3 separate regions of the Mus musculus genome follow, and all the other regions are linked to region 1. A link is a contact called in public promoter capture Hi-C data. All regions are on one chromosome and are shown on one strand. The core of a region is the stretch at or near the end of the contact, and the rest is flanking DNA. Distances in the headings are between cores, read along the strand shown. Region 1 holds the start of Cldn4 (claudin 4). Region 2 holds the start of Gtf2ird1 (general transcription factor II I repeat domain-containing 1). Region 3 holds the start of Fkbp6 (FK506 binding protein 6).

Region 1 (3,582 bases), core at 479-2,978:
AAAGAAGCAAAGAAAGAAAGAAAGAAAGAAAGAAAGAAAGAAAGAAAGAAAAAGGAAGGAAGGAAGAAAGAGAGAGAGAGAGAGAAAGAGAGAGAGAAAGAAAGGCAGACTAGCCAAGGACAGTCAGGGGTGATCCCAGATGGGGCTATGATTACAGGAACTACATCAATGACCCCCTTCTCCTAGTTCCCCTCTGCCCCTCCTGTGCACCTGTGGTTCTCCTTATCTGTATTTTCCCAGGTGCCTTTGGGATACATGTGGTCCCTTCTCAGCCTGCTCTCTCTTGGATGGACATGTTCATCTCTGTCCTTTGTACCAGGTGGGGTGGGAGCGGGGCAGGGGGTGAGGGAGCACAGGAGACTGTCTTTCCCTCGGCTACCCCTCCCCCACCCCCCCAAGGCCAGTGTCTGGTCAAACTAGATTCCTTGTCTTGTGAAACATCTCTCTGACCCGGGTCTCCTTGCTGTCCCCTCCCTGCAGGAGATGTCCTCTTTGACCCAGTGCCCACTGCATTGCCCAATCACCCTGAGAGGGTTTGTGTCTCTTCGTACTGGTGTCCCTAGCATAATCTCAAAATACATTGACTCCTAGAAGTCCTCTGGAATTGTGGCTGGAAGCACACCATCTCTCTTCATCTCCCTGCAGACAGACCTCTGGTGGAGGGCCCCCTTTCTCTTCGATGTCACCAAGGACTTTGTGCCCAGGCTGGCTTTATGGGAACGGCTCCTGTGTCTCAGAAGAATAAACATCCTGTCTCTGGGGCCTGGCTGGGTTTTGAATTTGTCTCCATCCAGTTCTCACCAAGCAAGGCTCAGCCCTAGGAAGGAAGAGAGGACAGGATTCTGTCACGACCCCACCACCCCCAATTTTAAATTGTGTTTATTTATTGATGACATTTGTGCATCAGAGGACATGTGTGTCTCCTGTCACAGAGGTCCCAGGTCCTTGGGGCTTGGAAGCAAGCAGCTCTACCCACTGAACCATCCCACCAGCCTTTCTGCCTTTCCCTGTTTCTTGTTCTGGACCAAAGTGCCTCGCCTCTACACCCTGAGGCACTATGGCTGGGTGGGGAAATCACATTAGGACAGCAGGTGATCTGGCTCCCGCTGTCCCCACCCCAGGTCCTCATTTCCCCACACCAACTTCCTCTGGCCAACAGTAGGAAAGTTGCTGTTGAGGCAAAGTACAGATGTTGTCCCATTAATGACAATAATAGCCATGATGGTGGTGATAAAGTTGATTTGGTAAAAGCAACACTAATTAAGACAGGGGTTCTCTTGGACACCCCTAGACACTAGGTTCAGATTCTCCAGTAAAGGGTCTTCATTCTCTTGTCTCACGGGAGCCTGGAATGAGTCTTGGGGACCTTCCCACGGGAGCCCGGAATGAGTCTTGGGGACCTTCCCTATAGGCTCTGAACCCTGGGGAGGCTTGCTTCTCAGTCTAAGTTGTCCCCACCCGGTGAGCATCCAGGTGCTCTAGGCTGGTGACTCAGTGTCTGTGTCCCAGCTGACCTCAGCGTGAGCCTGGGGGCTGGGGGAGATGATAGTTTCTTGTGATACTGGCGGGTGACTCAGGGGCCCAGGACAGGGGCCTCTGAACGCCTTTGTTGGCCCAAGCTCAGGAATCCAGAGAAACTGGTCCCGAGGGAGGCCTCCGGGACTGAAACCCCTCCCTCTGCCTCCGCCCCTCCTCTAGGAGCTTTAACTGCAGCACCTGTGGCCGCCCTTTCTTGTTGCAGGTGCAGGCAGGAAAGAGCTGCAGTGTTCGCGCTTGGTAGCTGGTGCATCGGACTCAGCTGGCTTTGTGTCCCTGAGGCTCACCGAAAAAAACTTTCTCAGCCCTCTGACTCCAGAGAGAGAGAGAGAGAGGTACTTTTTGTGGTCACCGACTTTGACCCCTGCAGAGGCTGAGCGATGGCGTCTATGGGACTACAGGTCCTGGGAATCTCCTTGGCAGTCCTGGGCTGGCTGGGGATCATCCTGAGTTGTGCGCTCCCCATGTGGCGGGTGACCGCCTTCATCGGCAGCAACATCGTCACGGCACAGACCAGCTGGGAGGGCCTCTGGATGAACTGCGTGGTGCAGAGCACAGGTCAGATGCAGTGCAAGATGTACGACTCGATGCTCGCCCTGCCGCAGGACCTGCAGGCCGCCCGAGCCCTTATGGTCATCAGCATCATCGTGGGTGCTCTGGGGATGCTTCTCTCAGTGGTAGGGGGCAAGTGCACCAACTGCATGGAGGACGAGACCGTCAAGGCCAAGATCATGATCACCGCCGGAGCCGTGTTCATCGTGGCAAGCATGCTGATTATGGTGCCCGTGTCCTGGACCGCTCACAACGTCATCCGCGACTTCTACAACCCTATGGTGGCTTCCGGGCAGAAGAGGGAAATGGGGGCCTCGCTTTACGTCGGCTGGGCGGCCTCCGGGCTGCTGCTCCTGGGAGGAGGCCTCCTCTGCTGCAGTTGCCCACCTCGTAGCAACGACAAGCCCTACTCGGCCAAGTACTCCGCCGCCCGCTCTGTCCCCGCCAGCAACTATGTGTAAGGTGGGCCACTCTGTCCACATTGCCTTTGTTATCTTTTTTTCGGATTGAGCTCATAACAGCCTGTGGCCCCTCACATTCTCCAGGACCTGCCCTGCTATGGGCCACTAACTGCTTGCTGGGGACAGGCAAACCCGGACTGTGCAAAGTTACTAGCCCGTAGCTCTTGGGCTGCTCCACATGGCTCCTTACGGCCGGCAAGAATGGATGTAAAAATATCTTGCTGCTTACATCCAAATTGCTGGTGGATATGGGGCTGAAGGCAGAAGCAGCTGGGAAGGGCAGTAGAGGCGCAAGCTGGGTCCTGCTGGCCGGGGTAGCTCAGCTGTGACTTTGGACTCTGGAGTGGATGTCCTCATGTTAGCAAACGTCCACTGTCCTTTCTCTATCCCCCTCACTCAGCCTACACGTTACTCCAGCGCTACTCTTGCCATTACGCCCCGTGTTTCCGAGCACAGCTGGTCCTACCCCAAGTCATGGTGTGCTGAGTGACTGACTGAGGGGCCATTGAGAGCCGGTGGGCTCTGCCATGGAACCCTTCCGTTGATTAGCAATGACTGTGCTTGACCCACCCACCTACCCTACTAATGAATTTCTGTAGAGTGGATGGACGGGTTTGAGGGAAGAAGGGTGGAGGTGGATTAAACTGGTTTGGGGAGGGCTGGGGACCTAGAAGCAGCCCAGTGTGTCCCCACCCCTTTTCCGCACTGTCTTGCTAATGTTCTGATCACTGTGCGCCCCCTCCCTCTTCAGAAGGACCCTGGGCCTCTTGAGTTGGCCCCTCTGAGTTCCCTCCCTTTGCCCATTTCAAGGACACCGGCCAGTCTGCGGAAGGAAGGTACGGGGGGGGGGGGGGGGGGTGATGGCATTGTACCAGGGAGTCTCCTGGACTCCCCTGCCTTCTCTGTGGTTTCTTGTTTTGTAATTTAAGGTCTGTTCACAGCTGTAATTATTATTATTTTCTACAATAAATGGCACCTGCATACAGGAAAGGTTTGGGCTGTTCTCTATCTGTGGATGGGACTGGGCTGGAGG
Region 2 (3,582 bases), core at 744-3,243, 490 kb after region 1:
ACTAGGGCAGGCACTGCACAAGTGGGTCAGAGGGCCTGGCTAGTAAGGCCTCAAGGCTTTATTAGGACTCTAGGGGCCCATCACCTATGGCCTTGTTTCTGATCCCTGGTGCTCTGCCCAAACCCCTCTGTGGGCACAAGGGCTCTTCTGGTTGGCTCACTGAGAGGAGGCTTGTGAGCCTGTCCCCAGAGATGGTCATCCAAGGTCACTAAATTGTCACTAAGGTCTGGGCTTAATGTGTATGCATGAGGAGATCTAGAAGGAGACCAGGTAGGTTCTGTCAGGATCTGGTAGATCCTTTTTTTGTCTTGTTTTGTTTTGTTTCGAGACAGGGTTTCTCTGTGTAGCCCTGGCTGTACTGGAACTCACTCTGTAGACCAGGCTGGTCTTGAATTCAGAGATCCTTCTGCCCCTGCCTCCCGAGTGCTGGGACTAAAGGCGTGTGCCATCACTGCCCGGCAGGATCTTGTAGATTCCTTTTTTTTATGATCACCTATCATGTAGCCCAAGCTGCCCTCAAACTCACGTTGTTGCTTAGGATGACTTTGTCCTCGAAGTCCTCGAGTCGGTTACTGTGCCATATCATCTGGTTTTATGTGGGGCTGAAGGTCAAACCCAGGGCTTCAAGCAAGCACGCTGGACAACCATTCTATACACTGACTGAATTATATCCCTAGTGAAACTGAGTGTTTTCACTTTTTGAGACAGGATCATATGGGCCAGCCAGGCTTCAAACTCTCAGAAATCCTCTTGCTTCAAACTTCTAGGCCCTAGGATTATAGATGAAAGCCACTAAGCCTAACTCTTTATTATATATATATATATATTACAGGGATTCTCTAAGTTCAGACTGGGCTAGAATTCTCTATGATGCTCAGTCTGACATGAACTCCCAATCCTCCTGTCTCCGTCTCCTGAGTGCTGAGACTACAAGCACATTCTATCATGTCCTGCATCTATTTACCTTTTACTTACTGAATTTGAGGCACAGTCTCCCTGAGTGGTTTGGGGACTTGTCTGGTACATGTCTCTCTGCTGTGCCTATCCCAGCAAAGGCCTAGCCAAAGATTCAGGGGACCACCTGGTTACCAACCAACTGCTGGGTTGACTTGGGACATATGGCTTTGGAGAGGTTGGAGGGGGAGGGTCCCCCAGTGTTCCCCTCCCCCATTTAGTAGTATACAGGAGGTCAGATGGATGGTAAAATAAAACTCGGGACCCAAAACCACTCTGTGTGGTTGTGCTCACCTGTAATCCCAGTATTTGGGAAGTAGAGGGTCAGAAGTGCAAGGTCATCTTCAACTACATAGAGAGTTTGAGGCCAGTGTGGGGTGTGCGAAACTATCCTAAAACAACAACAATAAGGGTTTTAGGGTGTAGTTGTATAAGTAGAATGGTTGCCTTACATACAGAAAGCTCTGGGTTCGAGTCTTCCCAGGTATAAACTATAATCCCAGCACTTGGAGGTAGAGCCAGGACGATCGGTTGTTCAAGGTTATCCTCACTTTTCAGTTCGTGAGTGTTCAGGACCCTAAAACAGTTTGACTGCAACCAGGGCTTTATGAGATTCCAAGATAAAAAATAAATAAATAAAAAGGCCTGGGCCAGGCCATCCAAGAGAAAAACCTGGGGTCCCTCCCTTCTGACCTTGGACACTCCAGGCATAAGAGTGACCAGGAGGGCAAACCACCTAGGGATCCTCCGGGCGTCCTCTGGGTGACCTTGATGTATTCTGATCTCTCCGGGGAGGGGGTTCTAATCCGTGGCTGGGGGAGTCTCGAGGCTCCGAGGTTGTGAGTCCTCCCCCACGGTGGCACGGGGCGGGCCGTGCGGGCTAATCCCGTATGTAAATGACAGCCAATGGAGGGTGGTGTTGCGCGGGGCTGGGATTAGGGCCGGGGCGAATGGCTGGCAATCTTACTGGGATTACAGAACAAAGAGAGAACCTCCCAGAGCCCGGGCTCGGCTTCGCGCTCGCTCCGCGCCCCGCCCTCCGCCGCAGCCCGCGCCGGGGGTGGGGGCCCCGCGCAGCCCCCGGCCGGCCGCCCGCACCGCGTCCGCCCTCCTTCCCTCCCTCCCTCTACTGATCCTGTCCCCCATTCCCGGATTATTAACTCAGCAACCAGAGGCGACTGGATCTACCGAGTCCTGGCCACCGGGCCCGGGCCGGGGCGCCCGGAGCGCTTGGGGATCCTGCAAGGTAAAAAAAGGAGAAAGTTTGACTGGGGGCGGGGGTGGGGGTGGGGGATGGGATGAGGGATGATGGAGATGGGGTGCTCTGGAGCTTGCTTTGGTTTTGAGCCCTTATTTTTGCACCCCCCAACCTCAGTGTGTTGTGTGTATGGGAGGTCCCTTCCCCTCCCCCTCCAGGTGTCTCAATTCTAAGGCCCGCCTTTTGGGGTGTGTGTGCACGTGATCGGGATTATAATTCGAGTTTGGAGGGGGATGGGTTGGGATGGTCAGCTTCTTCCCTCCGGATACCTGCTGGAATCGGGGAAAGCAGACACCCCTCTCACCCTCGAATTCCCTGGAGGTGGAGAGAGAAGCGCCCCACTGGCCTGGAGCCCAGCAGGCCTGGATACAGTTGGGCGAATGAGGTCAGTGGTGCTGCCCTGCCGGGGGAGGTTGGTGGAGGGGGCGTCGGAAAGAAGCTTTCCTCCCCCTCCCCCTTTTCCTCTCCTGTCCTCCAACGCTCAAGCTGAGTCCGAACACTGCCCCAGAGCGGCGGTTTTTTTTTTTTTTTTTTGGGGGGGGGTCATCCTGTAAAGAGGCTGGCTTGCATGGTGGGAGCCGGACCTCTTTGGTTGGTTGGGGGTGAGTCAAAGAGACTTAGGGTCTCTAAAAAAGGGGCACAGAGGGTGCCAAGGAACAAGTTTGAGGGAGCCTCGGCTGTGGGTGGTCTCTGAGTTCTTGAAGAGGAGGGGGAGGGGCCAAAGGGTGCTTAAAGTCTCCCCATCCGGAGTCTCTAGGAGTGATCGCGACCGGTGTGACTCCCAGCTTTGCAGCCAGTCAGGGGGCTGAGAGGGCGACTTTTTTCCTGGCCTCTAAGCCCCAGGGAAACGGGGGATGGGGGGGAGGACACCCGTGGCTCTCAGAGTTTGGCTGCTCTGTCAGGAGACTAGCGGAGACCAGCATCGGGTCTGGCGACCCAGCCTCCCTGGAGTAGACTAGAGGTGGCAGTTCCTGGGTCCCCTTCCTGGGGAAGTGAAAGAACTCAGGAGCCGGGCTCAGCGATGGAGTGTGTATCTGGAATGTGGGGCGTGAAGGCTGGTCTTCGGCAGGTTTTTAGAGGAGTGGGAATTCACAAGGGGCTTCTCTTCCGGCTCAGACTGCAGAGCTGCTCCTGGAAGCTCAGTGGTCAGTGCTCCCTGTTCCTCCGTTGGGGCCCTCCAAGACCTCTGGCCTTGGGAGGTGCCTTGATCCGTTCATTTATTTTAGCAGCGTCATTCCCAGAGGGAAAGGGCACCGGCATCGATTATTTATTCTATTTGGAGCAAGAGGAAGTGGAAGGAGGCTGGTGGCTGGCAGCTGGGAGGGGTTGGGCAGTGGGGCATCGAAATGGGGTGCCGATACTGTCCCGTG
Region 3 (3,582 bases), core at 772-3,271, 400 kb before region 1:
TACCTGATTTCTTGTGGTCCAGCAGGCCTCCCACTAGGGCCTCAAACAAGCAGCTCTCTCTGGTCACTGAAGCCTTTCCTTCCTCCCAGAATGGGGAAGCTGACACGGAGACCCGGGGCAGCCAGCTGGACATAGATGCCACTGCCTGGTGTCTGCCCCTTCTCCCATCCCCTCCCCTTTCCCGGCAACACCTGTGTCCCAAGGTCATCCAGAATCAGGTGGGAAGTGGGTCACACACCACGAGACTGAGGCGGCGGCCTCTGTTGGGTTCCCTTACGATAACCTACACAGGCAGATTGTGTGGCCTTGCCCAGGATGGGGGAAGGGCTGAGACCGTGCGCCAGCTCGGAGCACAAGCAGGTATAAGCTTTGTATGACGAGCAGCTTTCTGAATACCTCAACCCGGAAGTTTAAAGGTATTTTATTTATTTAGATTTTTCTCGTTTTCTAAGTTTGGGTCACACACACAGCAATGATAAAATACGCTGCTTACTCTGATTTTTCTCATTCGAGGTGTAACATGTGAACAGATCTTAACCACGCAGTGTAACTTTTATCTTATTTGTGTACACTCATGCTCAAGGTCAAGTTGTAAACTGGACAGAGTGTTGAACACCTATAATCCCAGAACTTGGGAAATGCTGACCGGAGGCCAGAAGTCAAGTTCATTCTCAGGCTATGTAGCACACCCAAGGCCATCCTGGACCTCATGAGACTATCTCAAAAGCAAAACAAAACAAAAAAATCTAGTTGTAGAGAATTTGCAGAGTCAGTCCTTTGCCTCCTGCCAGAACAGGCTCTGCAATCAACACAGTTACCGTTCTGGTTCGTATCCTCCTACCAGCTGCCCGTATGTATGTATGTATGTATGTATGTATGTATGTATTTTAACATTTATTGTGTGTGCTTGCAGGTGCAGGCCACCTTATGCATGAGAAACCAGGGGATAAAACTTGCAATAGTCAGTTCTCCCCTTCCACCTGTAGGTCTTGGCTGTCAAGGTTGGTGGCAGACACCTTACCCACTTGGCTATCTTGATTGCCATTGTTTGTTTCTTGCCTTGCTGGGAGATAGAACCAGGGTCTTGAGCATGCTACAAAAGCGCTCTACTCCTGAATTATCTCCCTATCTTATGGGGTCTGTTTGTGAATTTGATGTGAACAGTACTCTTTGACTCTTTCTGTCAATGTTACTAAAATATGAACTTTTAACATGTGAAATCTTGGAGCCAGCTGTGGTAGCAAACATCTTGATTCCCAGCACTTGGGAGACAGAGGCAGGTGGATCTCTGTGACTTCTCCAGGCCAGCGTATTCTGCCTAGCTAGTTCCTGGCCCACAAGACTACATAGTGAGATCCTCTTTGTGAGAGAGAGAGAGAGAGAGAGAGAGAGAGAGAGAGAGAGAGAAAGAAGAAAGAAAGAAAGAAAGAAAGAAAGAAAGAAAGAAAGAAAGAAAGAAGTAAAGTAAGGAGGGAGGGAAGGAGGGAGGAAGGAAGAAAGAAAGAGAAAGAAAGAAAAGAAAAAGGAAGGAAGGAAGGAAAGGTGAACTCTCGGGTTGGAGACATAGCTCATCAGCAGAAAGCTTGCCTGGACTCCTCGGTAAAGCAACTGGATGCCTAGTTCGGAGGAGGGCCACGTACTTGTATCCTCCTGGGGCTGTGACTCAGTCGTAGATCGCTTGCCTAATAATGACCACTTTTATCGCCAGGCCACATACAAATAAGCTATTGAGCATCTAAGACAACCGCGAGGCAAAAAGCATGCGTTGGTTTCAGTCACTAATTTTGTAGCAATGTGTTTTGCTTTTGTGACAGAACGCCAAGCATAACATTGAGACCAAAGGAAAGGCTTTTTTTGTGCCGCATAAAATGCTTTGTCCGAAGCCCTCCCAGGGCTCCATCCTGCTTTGCGCCTGCCATCACGTGTGCAGCGCGTGCTGGGAGACCCTCAGCGCATGCTCGCATGCTCGCTGCGTCTATCGATCACGTGCCGTTTCTCTCGTGCACAGCCCGCGTGGTGCCTGACTTCCGGGGTCGTTTCCGGCAAGGCCTTTGGAGACAGTTGTGCGGCAAGATGAGCGTCTTCTCGCGCCTCAGGAACGGAATCCCACCGTCGCGAGACGACTGCCAGGTACGGAGCGGGGTTCGGGAGCCTGGGAGCACGAGCTGGGGAGCACCTGGAGCGCGGCCATGGGTGGCAGCACCCGAGACCCGGGAGCCCTGGAAGGGGCTGGCATCCTAGGCCAGGTGAGGGCGGGACCATGGCGCTGGCCTGAGGCGATGAGGCAAGCGGCTTCCACCTCTGAGGCCTGTGGCTTTCTCTCCACCAGTCTCCCTATGAGCGACTAAGTCAACGCATGTTGGACATCTCCGGGGACCGAGGTGTGCTGAAGGACATCATCCGAGAGGGCACTGGCGATACCGTGACACCTGACGCTTCTGTGCTGGGTATGGAGGCCGCTGCTGGCTGCTCTTTTGTCCTTGGGTTAAGTTTGTTTTTGTTTTTTTTGTTTTGTTTTGTTTTGTTTTGTTTTTTAAGACAGGGTCTCATGCAACCCAGACTGGCCTCTTAACTGCCGCTCTAGCTGAGGTTGACCCTGAACTTCTGATCTTCCTGTTTCTGCCTTTCAAGTCCTGGGCTAATGGTTGGCCACCACTACGTTTTATAGTGTGCTAGGGACAGAGCCCTGGGAATGTACACCAACCCTCTTGGCAGGGTCAAGGTGTTGTTTCCAGGTACCAGGGATTGAACCTGGAACCTGAGTACCTTCAGTGAGTGATTGCATATTTACAAAATACGGCGTTTTATGGGACTGGCTGTGTTTCCCCTGAACAAAGAGGGTTTGGTTTTGAGAAGCAATCTCATGTCTGCAGGCCTCAGACCGTATGTAACCAAAGATGACTTAGAACTTTTGTGTCACCTCCCAAATGCTTAGACTACTCGTGTCTGCTAACATGCCTGGTTCTGAGGTGCTGGGGATGGAACCCTGGGCCTTCTACATGCTACTCAGACATTCTACCAACTGGGCCACATCCTCTGCCTGTTTTGTTGTTGTTTATCTGGTTTTGTTTGTGGTTTTGATTTTCTTGTTTGTTTTGTTTTGGGGGTGGAGTGGTGGGGTTGTTGTTGTTTTGTTGTTGTTGTTTGTTTTTCAAGACTGGTTTCTCTGTGAAACTCCCTTTGAAGACCAGGCTGGCCTCGAATTCACAGAGAGCTGCCTGCTTTACCTCCCAAATTGCTGGCATATGCCTTTGTTTTAATTTTTTCTTTAAAGATTTGTTTGTTTGTTTGTTTGTTTGTTTATTACATCTAAGTACACTGTAGCTGTCTTCAGGCACACCAGAAGAGGGCATCAGATCTCATTACAGATGGTTGTGAGCCACCATGTGGTTGCTGGGAATTGAGCTCAGGACCTCTGGAAGAGCAGTCAGTGCTCTTTAACTGCTGAGCCATCTCTCCAGTCCTGTTTTAATTTTTTGTTTGTTTTTGAGATACGGTTCACTGTGTAGCCCTAGGTAGCCTGCAACTCTGTATGTAGTAGACCAGGTCAGGCTCTCCTCAAACCTCAGAGATCCACCTGCC

The links. Promoter capture Hi-C pulls out the DNA fragments that hold promoters and counts their contacts. Capture Hi-C pulls out chosen DNA fragments and counts their contacts.
Region 2: a contact with region 1 is called in a promoter capture Hi-C map of liver, with 2.2 times the contacts expected there. The contact joins the promoter of Gtf2ird1 here to the promoter of Cldn4 in region 1. A contact is called at or near these places in 2 of 39 promoter capture datasets (cranial neural crest and liver) and 1 of 115 datasets of contacts at active chromatin or transcription factors (embryonic stem cells).
Region 3: a promoter capture Hi-C map of liver shows a contact between it and region 1. The contact joins the promoter of Fkbp6 here to the promoter of Cldn4 in region 1. A contact is called at or near these places in 1 of 39 promoter capture datasets (liver), 1 of 115 datasets of contacts at active chromatin or transcription factors (embryonic stem cells) and 1 of 9 other capture datasets (liver).

Annotation. Positions count from the first base shown.
Region 1 is chr5:134,945,080-134,948,661 of GRCm38.p6, reverse strand. It overlaps Cldn4 (claudin 4), which reads left to right and starts at 1,728. Exons shown (of 1, transcript NM_009903.2): 1 at 1,728-3,539. The coding sequence starts at 1,917. The coding sequence ends at 2,549.
Region 2 is chr5:134,455,127-134,458,708 of GRCm38.p6, reverse strand. Gtf2ird1 (general transcription factor II I repeat domain-containing 1) reads left to right here and starts at 1,993. Exons shown (of 30, transcript NM_001081464.2): 1 at 1,993-2,200.
Region 3 is chr5:135,348,483-135,352,064 of GRCm38.p6, reverse strand. Fkbp6 (FK506 binding protein 6) reads left to right here and starts at 2,021. Exons shown (of 8, transcript NM_001277891.1): 1 at 2,021-2,130; 2 at 2,330-2,447. The coding sequence starts at 2,074. It also overlaps a transcript of Trim50 not described here.